Regions from separate parts of the Mus musculus genome. Here all the other regions are linked to region 3. A link is a contact called in public Hi-C, HiChIP or PLAC-seq and promoter capture Hi-C data. All regions are on one chromosome and are shown on one strand. Each heading gives the region's core, a stretch centred on a gene start, on an enhancer-like site or on the middle of the called end of the contact. The rest is flanking DNA. Distances are from core to core; before and after follow the strand shown.

Region 1 (3,381 bases), core at 36-2,535, 1.3 Mb after region 3:
GTCTACAGAATGAGTTCTGGACAGCCAGGGCTACACAGAGAAACCCTGTCTTGAAAAACAACAGCAACAACAAAGAACTTATTTATTATCGTTACATGTTTGACCTTATAAACCCCCCCCCTTTTTTTTTTTTGACACAGGGACTCTCAGTATAGCCCTGGATATCCTGGAATTCACTCTGTAGACCAGGCTGGCCTCAAACTCTAGATCTACCTGCCTCTGCCTCCCCAGTGCTGGGATTAAAGCTGATATGACCATACCCAGCCATAACATGTTAATGTACTCGCGTCACTTCCCCATTTGTGTTTGTGAGTGAGCCTGTTACATAGTGGTGTAGAGGGACTCTAGTCTCTCCTTTCACTTTGTGGGTCCTGTTTGAACTCAGGTCATCGAGCTTGGCAGCAAGCTTCCTTATGTCTGTGGCATCTCCCAGGATTCCTTCCTGCCCTACTTTGAAAAAGCTTATTCATCCCCCTATGTGAGATCAAGTTCAAACTTCACTTGGGAATTCCTGTCATGACCTTGATGCCGTTTATCTATTACCACCTTAACAATTCAGGTAGGCCTGGAACTCAGGAACTCTGCCTCCTGAGTGCTGGGATTAAAGGCGTGCACCGCCACTGTCCTGCTAAAAACCTTAACTCTTTATAGTATTATAAGGGTCTATGACGGGCGTGGTGGTGCACGCCTTTAATCCCAGCATTTGGGAGGCAGAGGCAGGTGGATTTCTGAGTTCGAGGCCATCCTGGTCTACAAAGTGAGTTCCAGGACAGCCAGGACTATACAGAGAAACCCTGTCTGGAAAAACCAAAAGAAAAAAAAAAAAGGGTCTATGATTTGCTCAAGAAAGATAACCCAGACTCAAACAGTATGTAAACACAAAGAGTGTTTTATTCTGCAGAAGTCCAACATGCTGGAGTCTCCCATTACCAAGATAGAGAGACCCCGAAGTGAGTTCAAAGGCTGGATTTAAAGCACTATTAAGCGAATTCCAGGGAGGGGTAGGTGAACTTCTAGTTTACTTAATCTTGGCTCTATCTCTAAGGACATTCCAGAATGGGGGGTTGGGGGCGGGGTGGGTGCTGGAAACTATTGCTGAGAAAAAAAAAAAAAAAAAATGAAGGCATCCCCAGCCCCAGGGGACGACTGGGTCGCCTAAGTGGGAGGGGCCAAGAGCTCCCCGGCTTGGGTGTGGTTCAAGTCATCTCCAACCTCCACCATTCAGCGGCTGCGCTGAGTCCCTTCTGGCTGGTAAGAGCCGGAAGTGGAGCTTAAGCTTCCCATGATTCTTTGCGGGGCGTCTATTTTAACCGCAGGACGACTAGGCTGGCAGTCGCGATGGCTGCGTCCGGTGAGGAGGATATGTCCGAACTGTCCCCTGCTGCTGCCCCAAGTAAGGCGTGGGATCCATAACTTGGGGACTCGTTTCTTCCCTGCTGCTACCTCCCCAGATGCATTTAGTGGCTGACGTTTCCTCCGTCGTTCCTTTCTGTCCTTGTTCCTGGTGTCCCAGTCCGCCCTATCTCTGCAAGTCACTCCCTCGCCCTTAAGTGGAATTGTTTTTCCTGCCCTGTCCCCTTGGGTGTTCTGCCCCTGATATTTCATACCGAAACATTAGTCTCAGTCTTCTAAAGCCCCCTTTCCTGTCCCTGATGTCACTTAAATCGTCCCCGGCCAGTATCAGGTTTCCTGTCACCTATGGGAGTGTCTGCTGATGGAGCCTCTGGGAACGCTAAGACTAACGCTGACTTTGACAACCCCTCCCCTTTCTTTACCTTTTCACTTATGGACTAGATTTGGATTGGTATGAGAAGCCGGAAGAAACTCATGCTCCTGAAGTAGATCTTGAGACTGTCATCCCGCCAGCCCAGGAACCTTCCAATCCTGCGGAGCCCTTTTGCCCAAGAGACCTGGTGCCGGTGGTGTTTCCCGGGCCTGTGAGCCAGGAAGACTGCTGCCAGTTTACTTGTGAACTTCTCAAGCATATCCTGTACCAGCGCCATCAGCTCCCTCTGCCCTATGAACAGCTGAAGCACTTCTACCGGAAAGTTCCCCAGGTATGTGCAGGCTTTCTGAGAAAATTGGTGGGAAGACTTTGTGGCTCATAGATGATGGGGAAGTAGAAAAGTGACCTAAGATGTCTTCAGCCTCCCTGCAAGTCTAGGCTTTTGCAGAGCCTTCCTTGCCTCATTTTCTCTGCACTTGGGTCTCTCCCTTTTTTCTCTTGTTCTTTTTCTGAGACTCTTCCTATTACCGGTTGTATGAGGATATTATTAGTTCTTTTTGGAGCTGTACTGATGGTTGTGAGCCATCATGTGATTCCTGGGAATCAAACTCAGGACATTTTCTGCCCGCTCCGGCCCTGCTCACTCTGGCACAAGGGTTTGTTTGTTTGTTTATGGTTTTCTTTGAGACAGGGTTTCTCTGTATAGCCCTGGCTGTCCTAGAACTCACTTTGTACACCAGGCTGGCCTTGAACTCAGAAATCCGCCTGCCTCTGCCTCCCAAGTGCTGGGATTAAAGGCGTGTGCTTATTTATTATATGTAGGTACACTGTAGCTGTCTTCAGACACTCCAGAAGAGGGAGTCAGATCTCATTAGGGATGGTTGTGAGCCACCATGTGGTTGCTGAGATTTGAACTCAGGACCTTTGGAAGAGCAGCAGTTAGTGCTCTTAACTGCTGAGCCATCTCTCCAGCACATGAGTTTGATCTTCTTTAATTAATTTTTTTTTTTCGAGACAGGGTTTCCCTGTATAGCCCTGGCTGTCGTGGAACTCACTTTGTAGACCAGGCTGGCCTCGAACTCAGAAATCTGCCTGCCTCTGCCTCCGCCTCCCAAGTGCTGGGATTAAAGGCGTGTGCCACCACTGCCCAGCTAACTTTTTTTTTTCCAAAACAAGATTTCACTATGTAGTTTAGGCTGGTCTCTGAGACCTGGCTACCTCAACTTCCCCTAGGGACTTATGGCGCTGCAGGTGTGCTATACCACTTCTGGCCTTTCCTTAGTCTTCATGGTCTCCATCTGCCTCTCTCTGTCTCTTGTCTGTCTGTCTTTCTGTCTCTCTCCCCCCTTTCCTTCCCCCACCCCCACCCCCATCCCAATCCATGCCTCCCTCTCTCTCCGCCTCCCCTCCCCTCCCGGGAACCCAAGGCCTCTCTGACAGGCTAGACAAGCGTCTTACTGAATTACAGCCCCAGACCTGGACCAGCTCTTTACATTTGAATTTCTTTTTCTCACCACATTTTCACCTCTGTTTCTGGCTTTGTTTTAATGTGTTTTCTTGGGAGGATTTCTAGACCTCAGATTCTAACGATTTTCTTCATCTTCTTCATGTATCAAAACAGGGTTTCTCTGTGTCACCTTGGTTGTCCTGGAACT
Region 2 (3,029 bases), core at 209-2,708, 1.9 Mb after region 3:
ATCAAAACAAACGAGAGAGAAGCGTGCTCCCTGTAGTTCTACATTCTTGCCTCTCCATGTTTCCATTTTTAATCTTTAATCTTTTCTTCCGTCAGGGTCTTTGATACTGATGGGGACAGCTAATGACAGATAAGAAGGAACCATATTCCCACAGCTTTGAAGTTTGCAAAAAACACTTCATGCATACTCTATCAGTTCTCTAGAAGAACAGAACGGATGAAATGAGTAGATCAAAATTAAATAATTTAATTAAACCTACTAAGGGCTAAAGGGAAGGCCAATCCAGCAGAGATCTGAGCATCTGCCTTGGCCACACCCTTTTGATCTGGAGAGTCTCCTGCATCAATTAAGGCAATCAGGGCAGTTCTGCGGGAGAGGCTCCCTATGTAGATGATTTTAATTTGTGGCAAGTTGACATTGAAACCAACCATAATAGCCACCATCTGCATTGGACCCAGCCTGGAATTACAGCTGCTTTCTGACTGAGGCAGGGGTGGGGATGTGGGGGTGTGGGCGATGGGGTGATGAAAATCTTAAAACAAAACATACTGTGTGGCAGAGGCAGGAAGATGTCTGTGAGTTCCAGGTCAGCCAGAGCTACACAGATAAACCCCGTACAATAAAAGAAAAATAAACAAACAAACAAAACCCCCAAAAACCAAATAAAAAACTTAGGCCATACACCCAACCAGATATAGCTGGATATATATACAAATATATGTGTATGTATGTATACACACATATGTACATGTGTATGTATATATACTTAAAATACATACATAAAAACATATGTGTATATGTATATATATATATGTATATATATCCTTTAGAGTGAGGCAGGGAAATGACTGGAGAAGGTCTAGAACTGTATGCTCTTCTGTCCTTGAGTAGGCCTTGATGTATATCCAGCCCTATGTAACTGTGCTCAGTTAAAACAGAAACTGTGCCTCCCATCCTGTACCCTAAAAGGGCCCATCAGAGACTCCGCAGGTCACGGTTGGCTTGGCCACTGGGGTGGTATAGGTAAGCTGAACACAGCTTAGCTTCATCTGAGGTGTCACACACACACACACACACACACACACACACACACACACACACGCTGTCCTCTTCTCTGATTCCTCCATTTCCAAAGGTAACACCTGAGGTGACTGGATCCCAGAAGAGTCCACACGCTTCAGGTCACAGGGCTAGAAAGTACAGCTCAACGCTGAAGTCTGCCGCCATTCCACCCCACCCCATGGGGAATTCCTGCACATGGCCCCTCTTGTCTTCTCCTCCTAAGATGGCAAGAGGGAGCAGCTGGACCGAATATACCAGGTGCCAGAACACAGCTGTTCCCTCCTTGTCCGCCCCGCTCCACACCCAAGCTGAGCAGAGCTGGGTGGAGGCTGAGGGGGGTGGGGCTCCCTTGTGATGTCCAGTGATGCTGAATCCACCGCAGGCAAAAGCATCCTGAAATTGATTCTGAGCAGTTCTGACTGGTGAGAGCTGCCACTGGCCGGTTAGAACTGGTGAGCAGGAGGGCAAGAAGTTCAGGCTTCAGGTCAGAGTATGCAAAGGGAGGGAGGGATTAAAGGAAGTGGGTTCTGGAAAAGGCCCTAGCCTCAGTCCCCACCACCTTCCAGCCCTGGGCTCCCTTCCCATCTGTGATAACAGTGAGTGAACTCCTTAACCAGCTTTCATGCCAGAAGAAAGCTGCACTGTAAAACTAATCCAGTTGAAAACTGGGGAGTACAGAGGTATAAGCTGAAGGGAGGACTCCACACCCCCGCACCCTGCTTTGCCAGGTGAGGTGCGTGCCTGAGGTACAGTCTAAAACCCGGGTTCCCTTTGCAGGTGCAGGTCCTGCCATGCCCGTTCCATTGCTCCCGATGGTGCTTCGATCGCTGCTGTCCCGCCTGCTGCTGCCTGTTGCCCGCCTGGCCCGGCAGCACCTCCTGCCCTTGCTGCGCCGGCTGGCCCGCCGACTGAGCTCCCAAGACATGAGAGAGGCTCTGCTGAGCTGTCTGCTCTTTGTCCTCAGCCAGCAACAGCCACCGGATTCTGGAGAGGCCTCCAGAGTGGACCACTCCCAGAGGAAGGAGAGATTGGGCCCCCAGAAGTGAGGCCACGGGTCCTGGAAACAGCAACGCCCATCAAAGTACTTTTGGAGCCGGTTAGTCCAGGCGTCGGTCCGCACGCACGGGCATGGACGGCAGACTGCCCAGTGGGCGAAGACAGTCCGGGCTGAGTGCAAGAGGGCTCTGACCTGAACAGTTCCCACTCCCCTAGCTCCTAGCAGGCTACAGATTGTGTTGATTGACCCTTCCTCTCTGCAGCTCCCTCTGCCTTATCTCTGGCCTCCAGGGTGGACCTGCAAATGCGGGTATCAAGGTCAGTTAAGAGATGATGTTTCACTTAGACTCAAGACAATTTAGCTAAGAGGTGGTATTTAAATCCAAACTGTCCCGTCTACCTTAAAATTATAAGCCCTTGCTTCCCGTTAAAGAATGAGTACTTTCAAAGCTTGGTACGCAGCAGGTAGTCAATAAACGAGGACAGTGTGTTGTTATTGGTGGTGGTGGCTTTTGTTTTTGAGACTGTTTTATGTATGCCAGTCTGGCCTTAGACTCCTGAAATGATCTTGAACTAATTTCTGTCCTCTATGACTTTACTTCCAAGGCACTGGCATTACAGGCACACACCACATCCAAGCCTAGTTTGGGTGGTATTAGGGATTGAACCCAGAACTGTATGCACGCAAGGCAAGCGCTCTCTCTACCGGTTGAGCTAATTCCAGGCTCTGTGTTGGATGACTGAGGTGTCTCAGAAAATCTCACCACCCCTACTCTCGCCTACCTCTGGGTTGGTATCTGTGGGAAGCTGGAGAAGGGGCAGAGGTGAAGGCACTGACTGGTAAGACTTCCTTTGGATAACTTGTTCCATCTGTCTGTCCCTCGGTCCTCACAAGCTACAAGTTTGGAATTGTGTAACTTCATTTAGAATGTCCTCCTGCGGCCCGCCCAGCAATGGCTTAGATCTCTGTT
Region 3 (2,968 bases), core at 392-2,891:
TAGCATTCAAATATTTGAGCCTAGGGGGTCCATTCTTATTCAAACCACCATGACATTCAAGGGGCAAAGTTGCTCCAGTTAAGAGTACTCTTCTCTTCCAGAGATTCAGTTCCCATCATCTACCTGGCAGTTGTGACACTCAATATGAGTGCTCAAATTTGGGTCATCTCCAAGAGCAGTATGTGTTTGTTCTTTTTTTTTTTTTTAAGATTTTATTTATTTTATGTATATGAGTACACTGTAGCTGTCTTTTAGACACACTAGAAGAGGGCATCCAAACTCATTGCAGATGGTTGTGAGCCACCATGTGGTTGCTGGGAATTGAACTCAGGACCTCAGGACCCCAGGAAGAAGAGTCAGTGCTCTGATTGACCACTGAGCCATCTCTCCAGCCCAGTATGTGTTCTTAACTACTGAGCCACCTCTCTGCCCCAAAGTGTATTTTTAAAAGAGATTTATTTGTTTCAATTATATGAATACACACACTGTAGCTGTCTTTAGACACACCAGAAGAGGGCATTGGATCCCATTACCGATAATTGTAAGCCACCATGTGGCTGCTGGGAATAGAACTCAGAACCTCTGGAAGAGCAAGCAGAACCAAAGTGTTTTTTTGTTTTTAAATATTTATTTATTGCATACATGTGGGTATATTGGTCTTGTCTTCAGACACACCAGAAGAGGGCGCCAGATTTCTTTTTCTTTTTTTAAAATATTTATTTATTTATTATATACACTGTAGCTGTCTTCAGACACACCAGAAGAGGGCATCAGATCTCATTACGGATGGTTGTGAGCCACCATGTGGTTGCTGGGATTTGAACTCAGGACCTTTGGAAGAGCAGTCGGCGCTCCTAACCGCTGAGCCATCTCACCAGCCCCTCTTTTTCTTTTTCTTTTTCTTTTTCTTTTTTTTTTTTTTTACAGGGTTTTCTCTTTGTAGCCCTGGCTGTCCTGGAACTCACTCTGTAGACCAGGCTGGCCTCGAACTCAGAACTCCACCTGCCTCTGCCTCCCAAGTGCTGGGATTAAAGTCGTGCACCACCAAGGCCCTGCGAAGGCGCCAGTTCTCATTGTAGATGGTTGTGAGCCATCACGTGGTTGCTGGGAATTGAACTAAAGACCTCTGGAAGAGCAATCAGTGCTCTTAACCGCTGAGCCATCTCTCCAGACCCAAATTGTATTCTTAGTGTATTTCTGAGAACTTACTTCATACAAATGGCTTTGTTTTTGTTTTTATTTTTATTCTTTTCTTTTCAGGGAAAGGGTCTCCTTATGTAGTCCTAAACTGGCCTTTAATTCATTGCATAGCCCACGCTAGCCTGGAACTCTAGATCCTCTGGTCTCAGCTCCAAAGTGCTAGGATTACAGACGGCAGGCTCCTGGACAAAATATGTTTCTTTTAACTCAGTGCATCTCACAGTGCGTCTTCCAGATCAATTGCTACAGCTACTGACTTAAGTGTCCAAGAAAGCTTGGGTCACACAACGCCACGTGAGCTTGGGCTATCCCGAGCTCCCTCCACCCCCACCCCAGACTCACACGTGTTCGTAGAGCTTTTCTATAAGGCGGGGCACCCGCGGCCCCGCCCTTCTCCACCTCCCACCCCGCAACTACAAGTCCCATCGTGCCCCGCGCTCACGCACACTACGCAAGAGCAAGATGGCTGACACGGCGGCCGGGCCTGGTGGCTCCGGAACGGTAAGGGTGGAGAGGCGCGGCGTGAAGCCGAAAGAGTTTGGGTCTTCTGGATCTCTCCCACGGTTTGGGCCACGGTCTCGAACCGAGAAGCCCAGGCCCGCTCTGAGACCCGGGGCTGGAGAGTATCTCTGGCCGTAGGCGGTCCCCGCTGCTTGGCTTTTGGCAGCGGCCTCCTGAATTGCTGCATCTGAGACTTGATTGGCTTGTTCCTTGTTGAGGTGGGAACCCGGAACTCCTTCTGATTGGTCTGAAGAGGCTGTTTTTATCCTCTTACTGGCCGGCCGAAGTTGGAACTTCGTAAAATATTTACTTGCTCTGCCTTTCTCTGCGGTGATGCCTAGCTCTCCTCTGCATCCTGTGGTGGTAGCTGGTTTAATTTTCCTGGTTACTGAAATGGTGTGATGGGACAAGAAGATAGTAGATTTATTCGCTCAGTACCATCATTCGTGTATATATTCTTCCTTTGCTTTTCCCTCTCTCTTCCTGCCTCCTCTCGCGCCTGCCTCTGCCTCCCGGGTGCTGGGAATAAAGGCGTGCCCACCACAGACCCGCTCCTGTAACTTTGCTCCAGAAAGAAGTGAATGGGGCTGGAGAGATGGTTTAGTGGTTAAGACGGACTTGCTGGTCTTTCAGAGGACCTGAGTTTGGTGGAGTGGCTCACAATCACCTGTAACTCCTGCTTCACGGAATCCGGGCCAGCGCGGCACCTGCACTCGCAGGAACACACACACGCGCGCAAAACACACACATCTAGTGGTTCAAAGTCTCACTCTGGGCTTCTGATTTCCAGAGACCGGGAAGTAAGCAATCCACTAACCCTGCTGATAACTACCATCTGGCCCGGAGGAGGACCCTGCAAGTGGTTGTGAGCTCCTTGCTGACAGAGGCGGGATTTGAGAGTGCCGAGAAAGCGTCTGTGGAGACACTGACAGAGATGCTGCAGAGCTGTGAGTACCAAGAAACACTAGGCCCGCTGTTTCCTTTACAGACCCCCCCCCAGCTCCGTGAACTCCATCCCAGATTCTCTCTCCCCTTCTCTTGGAAGACTGTTAGAGACTCAGCTTCAGGCAGAAGAAACACACATGTCCATTGTAGAATGAGACTGTTTCGATGCTTATACATGTGGGAGAGACACAAATAGCAACCTTGTCATTTCAGTCGTCTGCAGCGGCATTAAGTGGCATTAAGTGTTACACAACTCTCAGCGTTATCCATGTCCAAAGCCCTGTATCCCTGAACAACACTGGATTCGGTCTTCTCCACAGCC
Region 4 (3,290 bases), core at 382-2,881, 1.8 Mb after region 3:
AGCACGCTGTTATAGGATATATGCCGCAGTTAGATGTCCAGAATCCTGGATGATGCAAAAGTCCTTAATCTTGGTTTTGGAGGGCTTTGTGCCACCACAGGTGTGCCACCATTACCACCAGCCCCATCAAAACCTGTTTCCTCAATACAGCTTCTCAGTGACAGCCCCAGGCAGTCTACAGCGGCAGACGCAGCTCCATCTTCTTTCCCTTACCACCACCAAAATCCTCAAAGTTGGGGAATTTGTATGTTTGGTTTGATTTGTTGAGACTTGGTGTCAGGCAATCTCAAGCTGGCCTTACACACCCAAAGCAGCTAAGGATGGCCTTGACATCCTTAACGGCTACCTACATCTAGGATTACGGGCAAACCCCACTGATGGCCAATTCCAATGTGCTCATTACTAGTACTATCAACTGCATCTTCAGAGGATTTAACTGACTAAAAACTCAAGCTAAGGAAAGCGAGAGGTATACAAGAGATCAATACTTTCCCAAACTTTTCTACAACACACAGAAACAGTAGAAGACACCTAATACACCCCCATGCCCTTGTGTCCCAAGACAGAATACCTACTGTAGGCGCAACACACACACACACACACACACACACACACACACACACACGATGGCCATGATCTACTAAACTGATTTCCAAGCCACTCATGGGAGTGTCTGAAAGACACTTCAACAGACCAAATCTTAGAGCTGCAAACCCCCAGCTACAAAACGAGCAGCTGAATAGCCACATACAGCAAACACAGTGACCAGGATGGTAGTGTCCAGTCGTGATGCAAGACCCTCCCTGGGTGCCACCATTTCCCAAGTAATCCAAGGTGATCCCGTCTCGCCTCTTGTGACCGCTACACAGTTCCTCATCTAAGTCTCAGCGTGTAAAGCTCACTTACTGCGTACAGCGGGAAGCAGTATTTCTTCTGTCCCCTTTAAGACCTCGAAATTTAACAGGTGGTATCTGTCGTGTCTTTGTATTCGAGATGTGTGGTGACATACAGAAAAGGGGCGTTCCACCTCTCCAACTCTCAAGTCTTAACCCCACCCCCCCACTAGGAGAGGTCTTTGGTGAACTGAGAATACAGGGAATCCCCGGTGCAAAAGGAGTCATTCAGCCTGACAGAAGCAAAAGCAAAGACTCCCTCTTTACACCACAGAAGTTTCTAGCAAACTCATCTCCAGGCCCAGCAAGAGAGAGAAGCAGATAAAACTGCGGGAGACGCGTCAAAGCAACCGGCCTAGCCACTTAACCCAGGCAAGATCTCAGCCCCCATTCCCCGAGGCTCTACATCCCGAACTGGATAAGCAGGTGGGCGCATCGGGGGCGCGTGGGAGGCGCGGACCCCGAAGCCTTTGGCAAAAAGGCAGCGAGAGGGTCCAGATCTGAGGCCTCGCGAAGAGTGAGCACCCTTCTCACTTGACACTGGGTTTCCAGTAAGGCCTGTCCTCACCCCTCCCCGACAGCGCCTCCCTTATTGCAGAGAAGAAACCGGGAAAAGCAGCGCGAGGGGTGCGAGGTGTTCCCCTGAGCCCCCACCGTACCGCGTTAACAGCCTGGGAATCTCCCGCCACGGACCCCCGCTTGGCAAGGCCCCGCCCCGCACGCTGCGCCTGCGCGCCAGGGGTTCTCCGTGAGTGCGCGCGCACTTTCTACGTGTGCGGCGTGGGGGCGGGTCCTGCGGGAGCCCCTCCCCGGCCCTCCCTCCCTCCTTCTGCTCCCCCTCCCCCACGCGCTGCCGCGGCCGCCGCAGGAGCCCAGAGCTCTAGCCGCCCGGCGACTCCCCCTCCCCCTCCCCAGCCCCGCCCCGCCCGGAGCCGGGGCTCCCGAGTCGGAGCCGAGTCTGCGCCTAGGGGTGAGTACGCGGACCCCTCCCCAGCACCCCTTACTTGGCTCATAGGATCTCACCACCACCCCAAGGAAGGAAAAAAAAAGCACCCGGACTCAGCTGCGCGTCCCCTCCCTTCCACCTCCTGCGGGACCCAGAGGTGCCCGGGCCCCACGGGACCCAACGGAGGCACGCTTTGTCCCCAAACCCGCACCGTCCCTGCCAGATGTGAGTCCTCCCACCCCTGTCGGGGCTCCAGATGTGCGCCGTCCTCTACCCCCGCCCCTCAGGAATATTCCAAGGCGTGGGACCCCTGCGTCCCGGCCCTCGAGTGCCACTCTAGTTCCACCTGCTCCGTCCAGGTGTGCGGCCCCTGCGCGGCCCTCCTCCGGTCCCAGCTGCTCCCCAGCCGCCGGCGCCGCTGAAGGGAACCACCCGCCTCCGCCCCCGAGTTTTGCATTCTAGGGTCGCCAAGTCCAATGCCCTCGGTCTCTCTCTTTTTTTTTTTTTTTAATTCTTTTTCTTGTTGCTGGGGACGAAGCCGGCCTCAAGCAAGGGGTTCATGCTTGGGCAAAGGGCAGGGCTCGAGGTGTTAGCACCAGACGAGTAGCTGCCCCAACCCTGGTGGGGACTGATCTGCGGGCTGGAGAGGGCGGCCGGCCCGGGGAGCATGTCCTCTCCTGCGCCCCACACAGAGCAGTTCATTCATGAGCCGCCCGGGCCTGCGTTGGAGGGTGCGGTGGGGAGAAGATTCAGACGCGAATCCGGAGTAGGCAAAGGCCCTATTGAGGGGGAGGGGGCGCGCTTTGTCCCTCCCGGCCGTCTTGACCGCCTGGTGCGGACTGTCCCAAAGCTTGTCGTTGTGTTGCTCAGAAAAAGCAAGGATGCCCGGGAAGTGGGGAAGAGAGGTCAGAGGGGCTGGCTGCCCTTGGAGCTTTGTGCTGCCACCCGCCTTGGTCCCCTGATCGGAAGTCTGGCGGCCGGTTGCTCAGAGGGGCTTGGGGCTCTGCTCTCTACCGAGTACCACTCCCTGACCCTGAACCTCCTCCCGGTCTGCAGTAGTCGGGTGAATGAGATTGTACCCAACGCCTCCTGAAGAGGGGACCACAGCCCTCTGCCTTCCAGATATAAGAGAGAAGGGGAAGGGGAGTGGCTGCCAGGCTCAGGTGGTGGGTATGCTGCCAGCACCTTTGTCCTCCCGGGTACCAGAGGGTCTACGTCCTGGCATGTACCAGGTAGCACATGCTGGGGCCTGCTGTTGAAGTCTTGGCCAGGGAGTGAGCGAGTAGGTGGGTGGGGATGTTTTGAGGCAGAAGATGGGTGATAAGTCGCGAAGAACCCCTTTTTGGCATCGGTACAAATTCCTTCCAAGTACAGCAGAGTAACAGAAAACCCGGTTCAAATCCCAGCTCCGCTGTTCTTTGAGCTGTGCGACCTTGGCAAGTTACTTAACC
Region 5 (3,193 bases), core at 80-2,579, 2.0 Mb after region 3:
TTGCTTCTCTGAGGTACCCCTTTCTCACCTCATCTCAGTTCCAGAAAGGTTTCTGGAACTCCCTCCCCCCGTGGGTTCTCTGGTCACCACTGTGGAGCCCCAGCCTTCACCTACTTCGCTGCCGAGACGCTTCCCTAAGGCTGGATTGTGGCCGACTTTGGCTTGAGGTCTCCACAAGGGCCCAAGAGAATGTTGCAGGTTTGCTCTTCTGCCCTGCTCACGCTGGGAGCGCATGTTGCTCACAGACTGGGTCAAGCTTGGATCTCTCCCTCATATTCCTTCCCTTTTCATCCTTCTTCAAGTCCCCAGTAAAATCTGGCCACGTCAGGGAGGTTCCTGCCACTACTCAAATGGGCCTGTCACGCCCCATGTTTCTCTGCAAGTGTAGCTGTGGTGGTCTGCTGCAGGGGCAGGTTAGGGTCTCCATCCACCTCTCTGCCAGCTTCCCACCCACGCGTACCCCATGCTCCCCACAAAGAGCCCTCCTTGGGTCTCAGGTTCCTGTATTCAGAGCCCTGGGCTTTTGTTTACATCTTCCCTGCCCTCTATTGCCCAAAGTCCTGTTGTGAAGTCCCAGTTTATGGGCTGAAGGAAGAGAGAATTTAAAACAAACAAACAAACAAACAAACAAACCAACCACTGTTTTTCTGAGAGCCCAGGTTTGGTCTCTGGCTCAGGGAGATAGCTTGTTCATAGCTTCTGGGTCCTCCCCATCCTAGCTCAGGCATCTGTAGTCAGCTCTATGGAAAGGGACACTTGCAGTAGCTCTACCCACGACTCCAGCCTCCTCTCTTCTCCTCCCCTTGGTAACTCAGAGAGACCAGGTCCATGGGGGACGTGCAGAACCCACAGGGCCTGTAGCATTGTCCTCAGCTGAGGATTGGGGACTCTCCTCTTCCCAGGTCTCCCCATTTCTTTACTTGAATTCTAGACCTCTAGACCAGTTTACAGATAGTCGCTGTGTGGAATGCAGAGCCTGGATCCCACCTCTAGAAGACAGGCGTGATGAGCTGGGGGCTTCATGTAACTGCAGAATGGGTTCTCCCATTACAGGACATACGAAGCTAAGATGACGGCTGCGGGGCCATAGACCCGCGTGGGTTGCAGGAGCTGGCAGGGCTTTGAGCTTAACCAGCATGGTCTGATTGGGGAGATCAGAGTTGGGGGTCCCTTTCCCGGAGGTCACCTCACCTGCTCTGGGGACCCAGGAGACTGCTCTCTGAGGCGGTTGGCTTGGCGCAGTTGGTTGTTAGGGACGCCTGAGTCGCCAGGGGGCGGACCCTGAGCCCTCCGCCCTGGGCGTTGGCGCCCTCCTCCTCGGTTGCCCCTAGTGCGCGTGCTCAGAAAACGACCCTATGCTCTCGGCCTCCGCTCGTGCTTTCTGGCTGCGTGTTTCGGGATGCATTAAGGTTTTCGCGTGGCTCTAGAGGATGTACTTCTGATAAGGAGTTGGGGGGCGGAGGGGGGGAGGAGAAGAAGGCCCAAGAAAAACAAAGGAGACAGGGGAAGCGAGGGACTTTCTACAGTTACTTAAGCCTCTGGAATTCCCCTGTGGTCGAGCTGTGGACCCCAACTCTGCTGGGGAGCCCCTTCGGTTATCTCTAATGTGAACCAAGTATCAGAGGCAGGAAGGGCCTGGGCCTCCAGAGCGCTCCTTCGCTCAGCCTGGCGGAAGCTCTCAAGGCAGGAGAGACGACTCCGGGGATCAGGCTATATGGAATAGAAGAACTCATTCTCTAAAGCAGAGGGACAGCAGACTGTGAGTGTGCGTGTGTGTGTGTGTGTGTGTGTGTGTGTCCGTCTGTCCTAGGAAAGCAAAGTTTAGCTTTAAGCTAGCTTCTCTGGTCAGATTGCCTCTGTTGAAGCCTCAGCTTGGTGGCCACGAAAGAGCTGGGCCCGCGGTAAAACCTAGTAGACCAACCTACCACCAAGGTCCAGCGGTCAAGCCATGCAGTGAGGAGCCATGCTTCTGTCCCCATGTCCCTTCACGCTCTCACATGAGGCTTACAAACCATCGTGTGTATAGTCGGTGGATGATCTTGATTCTGCTGCACATGCCTTGCTTCTCCAGAGCCCGGATTACAGAGAGTGGAATCGTGTTTCTGCAGTGCTGGGGAATTGAACCCAGGGCTCAGTCCATGCTTGGTACTGGGCCACCGGAGCTACATCCTCACTCCAGATGCTTACATGGTAGTCAGTGTGCACTCTGGCACCGTGTAGCCCCACGCTTCGGAGTTAATACAGTGTCAGGGAATCCTTGCTATGAAAATGTGCACTCCCACTGCTGTACCCACCCCTCACTCCTGTGTCTAGGTAGAGCTCTGCCTGGCAGCTTTGTTCTGATAGAGGAGGGTCTTCCCTACATTCCTTGGCTCCACTGTGCTTCAAATGCTGGGCTTCGGTCTCAGCTGCTCTATTTGCGCATGCTTCTGTGTGTATAGATAGGTGCACAGGTATGTACATGCATGTGGCGGGTGACCTCAGGTGCTGTCCTCCTTGAGAAAAGGTCTTTTGCTGCCCTGGAGCTCAAAGACCAGGCTTAGTTAGATGGCTCGTGGAACTGGGGGAATCCATCCCCATCCCCCCCCCCCCCCCGCCCCGTCTCTGTGCACTCTTCCCTGACTGCACAGCTGGGAGATTATGAAGGTGCGCCACCAAGGCTGGCTTTTGTGGCTTCTGCCACTTGAACTTGGGTCCCCATGCTCAAAGAGCAAATACTTTATTGAGCAATCTGCTCAGGCCCGGCTTCAGTTGTTTTCTGCTTCAGCTCCACCTTGGGGCACGTGCTAAATTTAAAAAAAAATATTTATTTATTTATTATATGTAAGTACACTGTAGCTGTCTTCAGACACTCCAGAAGAGGGCATCAGATTTCATTATGGATGGTTGTGAGCCACCATGTGGTTGCTGGGATTTGAACTCAGGACTTTGGAAGAGCAGTCAGCACTCTTAACCACTGAGCCATCTCACCAGCCCCCTGTGCTAACTTTTAAAAGCCTGTTGTTGATGAGGCCTGGTGGTGTATGTTTTCAATCCCAGCACTTGGAAGGCAGAGACAGGTGTGTATCTCTGTTACGAGATCAGCCTGGCCTACACAGGGGGTTCCAGGCCAACCAAACAGAGCCTATCTCAGCAAGAAAAGTCCATCACTGGTCTGACTGCCCGTGGCCTCACCCGGGCATTCCTTCAGCTC
Region 6 (3,392 bases), core at 565-3,064, 1.4 Mb after region 3:
TTCAGTTAAGAAGCCCTTACTCAGGAGGAAGAAGTAGGTGGATCTTTGTGAGTTTAAGGCCAGCTTGATCTACATAGCAAGTTCTAGGTCAGTTTGGTGAGACCTTGCCTCAAAAAACAAAACAAAAGAAGCTTTATGCTGCATTTCATAAGGGATATGCAATTTGGAGCTGTTAGTATCTGACAGGTCAGTTACCCTCAAAAACATTATGAGCTTAAGCCCCATGTTGCAGCCTGGGGACAGTTGAAACACTGTATCCGAGTCCACTCTGCCATCCACAAGATCTCACTGGTGACCTTCTTGATGAGTTAATCTGACACACACACACACACACACACACACACACAAATGCCCCCTTAATTATCTCTTGATTCCCCTGAACTGAATCCCTTATTGGCCACTCTTTCTTCTTTTTTCCTTCTTCTTCTTCCTCCTCATCCTTCTTCCTTCTTTCTCCTTCTCCTTCTTCTATCTTCAAGACAGGTTATCTCTATGTAGCCCTAACTGTCCTAGAACTCTCCTAGAACTCGCTCTGTAGGCCAGGCTGGCCTTGAACTTAATCTGCCTGCCTCTGTCTCCTGGGATTAAAGGGGTGCTACCACTGCCCAGTTTATCTATCTGCCATTCTTTTTTTTTTTTTTTTTTTTTTTTGGTTTTTCGAGACAAGGTTTCTCTGTATAGCCCTGGTTGTCAACTCACTCTGTAGACCAGGCTGGCCTCAAACTCAGAAATCTGCCTGCCTCTGCCTCCCGAGTGCTGGGATTAAAGTTGTGAGCCACCACGCCCAACTTATTTCTCAGTTTTAACTAATATTCCCTGGTTGGCCAATTTTAAAGACAAGTCCCTTCCCGCATCATTTCTTTATCTACATCACTTATCCTTTCCTGCTTCTCACAGAATACAGAAAAGACTATATCCAGAAAGACCTTTTCACTCTGCCAAACTCCATCCTTTTACGAGCCTGTTCAAGAGCATCCTCTTTATGAAAATTTCAAACTGACTTTGCTATTTCTGGTTACAGAATCTTACTGTACTTTTTCATGCAAACGGATAACTTCCGTTTATTGGTGGGGATGTATACATAGCTCGTTAGAACCCAAGGAAGCCGTGCTTTTTCCCTTTACAGTCCTTTTACAGCTAGACTCACAGCGTTTGACCTTCAGTAAGGTCTCAGATGATGCTAGAATCTGGTTACCTTTCCAGATTTAATATTAATGAAATGCAGACCTAACATTTAGCAAGTCTTAGTTGTTCAACTGCCATTGCACTTTGGCTGCTATCTTACAAGTCCGTAGCTTAGGCAGAGAAAGTGACCATTTAATCACACATTTTTCAGAGAAGAATTGATAAGGTGGGCTTGGCGGCATGCTTTAACCAAGGAGGAGGCGATTTGGAAAATGATGGGAGAATTAACACTCAGCCTTTATAGCTTTTCTGAACTCTGAGACATTCTTCTCTTTGATCTTTAAACGACCAGGTCTTTCTCTCAGTTCTCCTTGACTTTCGGAAGACACTGAGAACCGGGAGGTGAAGCCACCCCGCCAGCGTCTGTAAAGCCTTTAAGCGGCCCGCGGGGGATCGCACCTCCCGGGTCTCAGAGTCGCTGAGAGGGAGGGGCACATCGCGGCTGGCTGAAGTGTCACGACGCTCTCCTCAAGTCCCGGGGGTCGCTGGGTCCTGGGACTCACCTTCTCTCAACCCGCGAGCTGGAAGCCATAACCAGCCAGTGGCAGCGGGGCCTGCCAGGAACGCTTGGAGCTGCCGCCCGCAGCCTGACACCAGAGCCCTGAGGGCCGCCATCTTGGAACGCACCTGACCGCGTGTGCACTTCCGCTTCCGGAGCAGGGGTGTGCGCAGCCGCTGTGCGGCGGGAGGGTTTCTCGTGGTCACCGATCCCTTCTGTTTCTGTCACCTCCTCTGTCTGTAAATTACACGCCACCCGGTTTCCTTAGTTTTTCTTCCTGCTGGGCAGCTTTTGTGACTGAGGCTAGACCTGTCAGGACAGATTGGGATGGTAAGGACTCTGGCCCTCAGCATCAGAGGTGGAATACAGTTGACCACCCCTCCCACCTGCCGATCTTTGTTGCTAATACACACTTTCTTTTCTTTTCTAAAAGATTTATTTATTTAGTTAGTTAGCTAGTTATTTAATGTATATGAGTACACTGTAGCTGTACAGATGGTTGTGAGCCATCATTGCTTGCTCTCCTGCCCAAAGATATTATTATATCTAATTACACTGTAGCTGTCTTCAGACACCCCAGAAGAGGGCGTCAGATCTCATTACAGATGGTTGTGAGCCACCATGTGGTTGCTGGGATTTGAACTCAGGACCTTCGGAAGAGTGGTTGGTGCTCTTAACCGCTGAGCCATCTCTCCAGCCCCTTATACACACTTTCAATCTTTGTGTTTATATACACTTCCCTGATTTCTTGCAGGGTTTGGAATTATAGAATGCTTTGGTCAGGAGACAGGATTCCTACAAATGACTTTGGTCAGTCCGCCAGTGCAGAGAGGAATGCGAAGCTGGGCCACCCTAGTCACCCTTGTGGCTGCATCCTGGGAAGCCCAGGGCATCCCTAGTTCTTTATGAATGGAAACAACACCGCTCCCCCCTCCCCCCCTATAAAGAGTCACTGCCAGCGTTTCCCACATTGGCACCTCTTTTGTCCTTCACTGTTTTGGAATGAACAGACCTCTCTGCGGAGAAAAGGCTTTAGCCTCTTTTTCGGTCTTCTGTCTCCCTACACTGCCTAAGAGATCTAACATTTGGTGTCAAAGCCCGGGTTGCTGCACCACCATTATGCTAGGTTATTTAAAGGCAGCTGTAGAGAGACAGAAAGAGAGGCTCAGTTTGTCCTTAGCAGGGACAATGCTTATTCTCAGCAAGGGAAGATGGGCAACAGCCCCTTACAGGAGTAGAAATGACTTCGTAGTCTGAAAGGGAAGCTGAGAGATGTGGCCTTTCAGCTGGAAACAATCAGTTAGCCCATGCATCATAAAAGGGAGCTCACTCAGTTGGGGGTGATGTAGTGGATTCTGACCCATTAAGTTCTTCCCATGGATGTACACCTTGTGTGAGCATCCATGGGCGGTCATGCCTGATCTCTCCCCCTACAGAGACCCTGACGAGACATAGAAGAAAGAGCACGCAGCCAATGAAAAGGCTGTGGAAAGGAGGAACTGAAGGATGTATGGGTCACCCTGGCTCCTGGGTTCACTGCTGCTCCACCAGAGGTGGCAGACTGAGGGGTGTGCATGTCCTCCTTGTGCCTGTCCAGCAGTTTCCTACTGAAGGCTGGAGAGCCCGGCCAGCACTGGGTTCCCACTGCTCAGGCCACTGAATGGGCTGGAACTGAACTGAGTGTTTCTGGGCTGTTCTGCTTAAATCA
Region 7 (3,123 bases), core at 536-3,035, 2.0 Mb after region 3:
GAGGGGCTAGAGTTGGCTGCGAAGCAGTGGGCTGGAGCCACTAGAATGAGGTATCAAGATTTCTCTTGTGTCATGGGTGGGAAGGAGAAGTTTTCCCTTCTGGAGACTCCGCACGTCCTGTTCAGGGAGAGAACGGACTTTTTGATCTAAAGAGGGTCATTCAGGCTGACACTTCAAAGCAGTAGGTGAATAGAAGACCATCTGTTCTCTCTGAGGAGGGAGGAATAGGAAATGGGGCGTGGAAGCAGAAGCACTGGGGTGGGGGGAGCAGGCAGAGGTGGGGGGATACAAGGAGTGGCTTTCCTGATCCGAAGAGGCAAGGGGAAACCTGGCACCTCAGTATGCTTATTTCCTAACCCCAGAGATCAGATATGATATCAACACTGCCTCAAGGTCATCCCCTGCTCCAAAGGAACTTCTGGAATTGGGAATTGAAGCTAGTTCTTCCCAAATGCTAGACAAGTGTTCTGTCACTGAGCTATCACCCCAACCTACTACCTAACACCCTTTTTTTTTTTTTTTTTTTTGGACAGTGTTTTGGTATCTAGTCCAGGCTGGCCTTAAGTATTGATCCTCTTGTCTCAGATGTGTGTCACTTCCCTTCACAAAGAGAAAGCTCTGAAGTCTAGGAGTCATCCTGTGGGTGCTGGCAGGTGGTTCCGTAAGCACTCACTTGTCCTCCTCATGCCTTGGTCTCCTCCGGGTAAGGAAGAACAGTTACTGTCTGACAAAGACCCCAGTAACACAGTGGGTTGGCACAGTGACTATTCACACCCAGAACAACCATTGCCCGGTCTTTATCACAATCTATTATAATGACTGGTTTGCATGTCTTCTCCTCAACTAGGCTGTGCCTTTTGAAGGTAGGAAATTGCATTTTATTTCTATACATGACATACAGTAGGTGCCGAGTACTTGTTTACTTATGGATACACCAGGAATGCACGCAGGCAGAACACTGCCAGTCTCTTGTGTGTCTTAGTCAACGCAGGGAAAAGCAGCAGTGGGTGGGCAGCATACAGGGCCTGGCTACTGGCAGTCACTCAGCTTGCTGTGGTCTGTGACTTGACCTCCCTACCTCGGCAGACTAGTGGACTTTTTCATTGTACCCGGGAGGAACAGAACAAGGGCTTAGAGAGAGAAAGTGTTTGTCTAAGGCCACACAACTTATGGCAGGGCCAGAATTAAGAGTTAGGACTCAGGTGTCCTTTACACCCCCCCCCCCCCCCCCCGTTCTAGAGAACTGGATGCACTTGATCGCTTTTCTGGGGCTGCTCTTGGGAAGGAGGGAGAGCCTCCCTGCGGCTCCTCTCTCTGCCCTCCAGTAGTCCTTTCTTGGATTTAGCTTCAGCGCCTCTAGAGTCCGGCTTCTGCCTTAACCCTTTACCATACAAATTAGGAATAAGGGTCTTCCCTAAAATGTCCAGACTCATTCTCTTCTCCCCAGCCTTCAGCTTCAAGGACTTGTGGGACCAGAGATGGGAGACCGACGCTGCTTGATCCTCCCGCTCGCCAGGGCCCTTCTAAGAGGACAGCTGGAGAGGAGTTGAGGCTGAGATCTTCCCAGAAGGGGCAGGCGGAAGGAAGATGCGGTGAACAGGGCCGAGAGACAGAAAGGGTGCGGGGAGCCCCTGTTGCTTCTCCCCTTTAGCGGTGTGGTGGTGGTGGTTATTAGGAAGGCTTGGGGGAGGCGGAGTTTGGGGGGCTGGGGGCGGGGCTCTGATGCACTGGGAGGAAGAGGGGGGGCGCGCTGGCTCCAGCTCGGCTCAGACAAAAGGCGGCGGCGGGAGCGGGCGGGAGGCGGAGCGGCGCCGCGAGGGCCTCAAGGTGACACCCGCCCCCGGCCCCGGCCCCCCCAGCCCGGCCCCTTCAGTCCGCCCTCCCACCCATCCCCCCATCTCCAGCCTCCCCCGTGCCCTTTCTAGGCCCCCTCCCCCCGGCGGGGGGTGGGGAGCAGAGAGGGCCCCGCCCCTCGCGCCCCCTCCTCAGGACCAGCGCAGGATGCCCCCGGCCCCTGGCAGCCCCCCGGGAGGTCCTGAGCTCAACGCGCCCCCTCTACGCCATGTCCCCCCCTGGCTCGGCCGCGGGAGAGAGCGCCGGCGGCGGCGGCGGCGGTGGCGGCTCCGGGGTCCCAGAGGAGCCCATGGCATCGGCGGACGAGGGCCCCGCCCGAGAGGAGGTGAGAGCCGGCGGTCCCCGGTTCCCCCGTACAACCGCGACCTGGCCCCCATCCCCCGCACCTCGCGCGGTCCCCGCCGGTTCCGCCGCAGAGCGGCCGGCGCCCCGCACCCCGAGCCGGCCGCTGCAGCCGCAGTCCAGCAGCATTGCCCCGACCTGGCTGCCCGCGCAGTCCGCTGTGGCTAGGAAGGGGCCGTGTCGGGGGCGGGGCTCACGGGGGTCCGGGGCAGGGGGAGGGGCCCTGGGCGGAGCCTCGCAGACCCCCGGCTTAGCAGAGAAGGGCTAGGCCATCCCCCAGGTGAGGATGGTGGGCGGCATCCCACCTTGAAGGCCGGGAGGGAGGACTGGGAGTGCTCGGAGGCAAGAAGAGTGCCTTGGGGGAAGTGATGTTGTCACCCTAGCTGGGATCATAGGAAGATCAGACGGGTACAAAGGCCATACCCCCTGGTGTCACTGAGAGTGTGTGTGTGTGTGTGTGTGTGTGTGTGTGTGTGTAAGGGGGCTGCTGCTCACCTCTCTCTCTTAATGCCTGATGCTCCCCCTAGGGGGCACTAAGCTTAAGAATTTCTGAGTCAGTACTGTGCGGTACCTTGCTAGGGTCCTACTTTTAGTCTTTTGAAACCAGGAGACAAAGAAACTAAGGGAAGTAGAAACTCTAAGTTCCAGCCTTGCATCCACACTGGTGCACACCGTGCATATTGCACGGAGGCAGGAGGAGAGTGGGGATGGACGTGTGGGTAGCCCCTTTCGGTTGTACTCACATTGGGACAAGCACATGACCAGGCGGGCACACAGGTGCACCTATACACTCGGCTTCCAAAGGCACAGCTCCTGAAAGGCTGTCCTCTTACTGCCTTGCAGGTACCTGCTCTGTGTTGTTTCCTGTTCTTCTTAACTATGCCCAGAAATCTAGGGCCTCTGCTGTTAACTTGGTTAAAACACTTG

Evidence for each region. Promoter capture Hi-C pulls out the DNA fragments that hold promoters and counts their contacts. A called contact is a pair of places that touch in the nucleus more often than the background predicts. HiChIP or PLAC-seq counts read pairs in DNA pulled down with a chosen protein or histone mark. Capture Hi-C pulls out chosen DNA fragments and counts their contacts.
Region 1: a contact with region 3 is called in a promoter capture Hi-C map of adipose tissue. The contact joins the promoter of Mad2l1bp here to the promoter of Taf8 in region 3. A contact is called at or near these places in 6 of 39 promoter capture datasets (cranial neural crest, hippocampal neurons, liver and 2 more), 1 of 484 Hi-C or Micro-C datasets (B cells), 1 of 115 datasets of contacts at active chromatin or transcription factors (pancreatic cancer cells) and 1 of 9 other capture datasets (adipose tissue).
Region 2: a contact with region 3 is called in an H3K27ac HiChIP or PLAC-seq map of embryonic stem cells, with 7 times the contacts expected there. The contact joins the promoter of Mymx here to the promoter of Taf8 in region 3. A contact is called at or near these places in 2 of 39 promoter capture datasets (liver and stem cell-derived epiblast-like cells) and 3 of 115 datasets of contacts at active chromatin or transcription factors (embryonic stem cells and pancreatic cancer cells).
Region 4: a Hi-C map of B cells shows a contact between it and region 3, with 5 read pairs. The contact joins the promoter of Mrpl14 here to the promoter of Taf8 in region 3. A contact is called at or near these places in 1 of 484 Hi-C or Micro-C datasets (B cells), 1 of 115 datasets of contacts at active chromatin or transcription factors (astrocytes) and 1 of 9 other capture datasets (adipose tissue).
Region 5: a promoter capture Hi-C map of cranial neural crest shows a contact between it and region 3. The contact joins the promoter of Tcte1 here to the promoter of Taf8 in region 3. A contact is called at or near these places in 2 of 39 promoter capture datasets (cranial neural crest and liver).
Region 6: a promoter capture Hi-C map of liver shows a contact between it and region 3, with 4 times the contacts expected there. The contact joins the promoter of Mrps18a here to the promoter of Taf8 in region 3. A contact is called at or near these places in 1 of 39 promoter capture datasets (liver), 1 of 484 Hi-C or Micro-C datasets (B cells) and 1 of 9 other capture datasets (adipose tissue).
Region 7: a contact with region 3 is called in a Hi-C map of B cells, with 7 read pairs. The contact joins the promoter of Tmem151b here to the promoter of Taf8 in region 3. A contact is called at or near these places in 2 of 39 promoter capture datasets (embryonic stem cells and hippocampal neurons) and 1 of 484 Hi-C or Micro-C datasets (B cells).

What each region holds. Positions count from the first base shown.
Region 1 is chr17:46,151,455-46,154,835 of GRCm38.p6, reverse strand. Mad2l1bp (MAD2L1 binding protein) reads left to right here and starts at 1,285. Exons shown (of 3, transcript NM_025649.3): 1 at 1,285-1,393; 2 at 1,795-2,057. The coding sequence starts at 1,339.
Region 2 is chr17:45,600,496-45,603,524 of GRCm38.p6, reverse strand. It overlaps Mymx (myomixer, myoblast fusion factor), which reads left to right and starts at 1,458. Exons shown (of 2, transcript NM_001177468.1): 1 at 1,458-1,546; 2 at 1,840-2,558. The coding sequence starts at 1,854. The coding sequence ends at 2,108.
Region 3 is chr17:47,500,964-47,503,931 of GRCm38.p6, reverse strand. It overlaps Taf8 (TATA-box binding protein associated factor 8), which reads left to right and starts at 1,641. Exons shown (of 9, transcript NM_022015.4): 1 at 1,641-1,701; 2 at 2,492-2,648. The coding sequence starts at 1,663.
Region 4 is chr17:45,684,690-45,687,979 of GRCm38.p6, reverse strand. It overlaps Mrpl14 (mitochondrial ribosomal protein L14), which reads right to left and starts at 1,631. Exons shown (of 3, transcript NM_026732.3): 1 at 1,553-1,631. Tmem63b (transmembrane protein 63b) reads left to right here and starts at 1,762. Exons shown (of 24, transcript NM_198167.3): 1 at 1,762-1,863.
Region 5 is chr17:45,521,570-45,524,762 of GRCm38.p6, reverse strand. Tcte1 (t-complex-associated testis expressed 1) reads right to left here and starts at 1,329. Exons shown (of 5, transcript NM_013688.2): 1 at 1,192-1,329.
Region 6 is chr17:46,109,426-46,112,817 of GRCm38.p6, reverse strand. It overlaps Mrps18a (mitochondrial ribosomal protein S18A), which reads right to left and starts at 1,814. Exons shown (of 6, transcript NM_026768.3): 1 at 1,689-1,814. The coding sequence starts at 1,800.
Region 7 is chr17:45,548,339-45,551,461 of GRCm38.p6, reverse strand. Tmem151b (transmembrane protein 151B) reads left to right here and starts at 1,785. Exons shown (of 3, transcript NM_001013749.2): 1 at 1,785-2,179. The coding sequence starts at 2,063.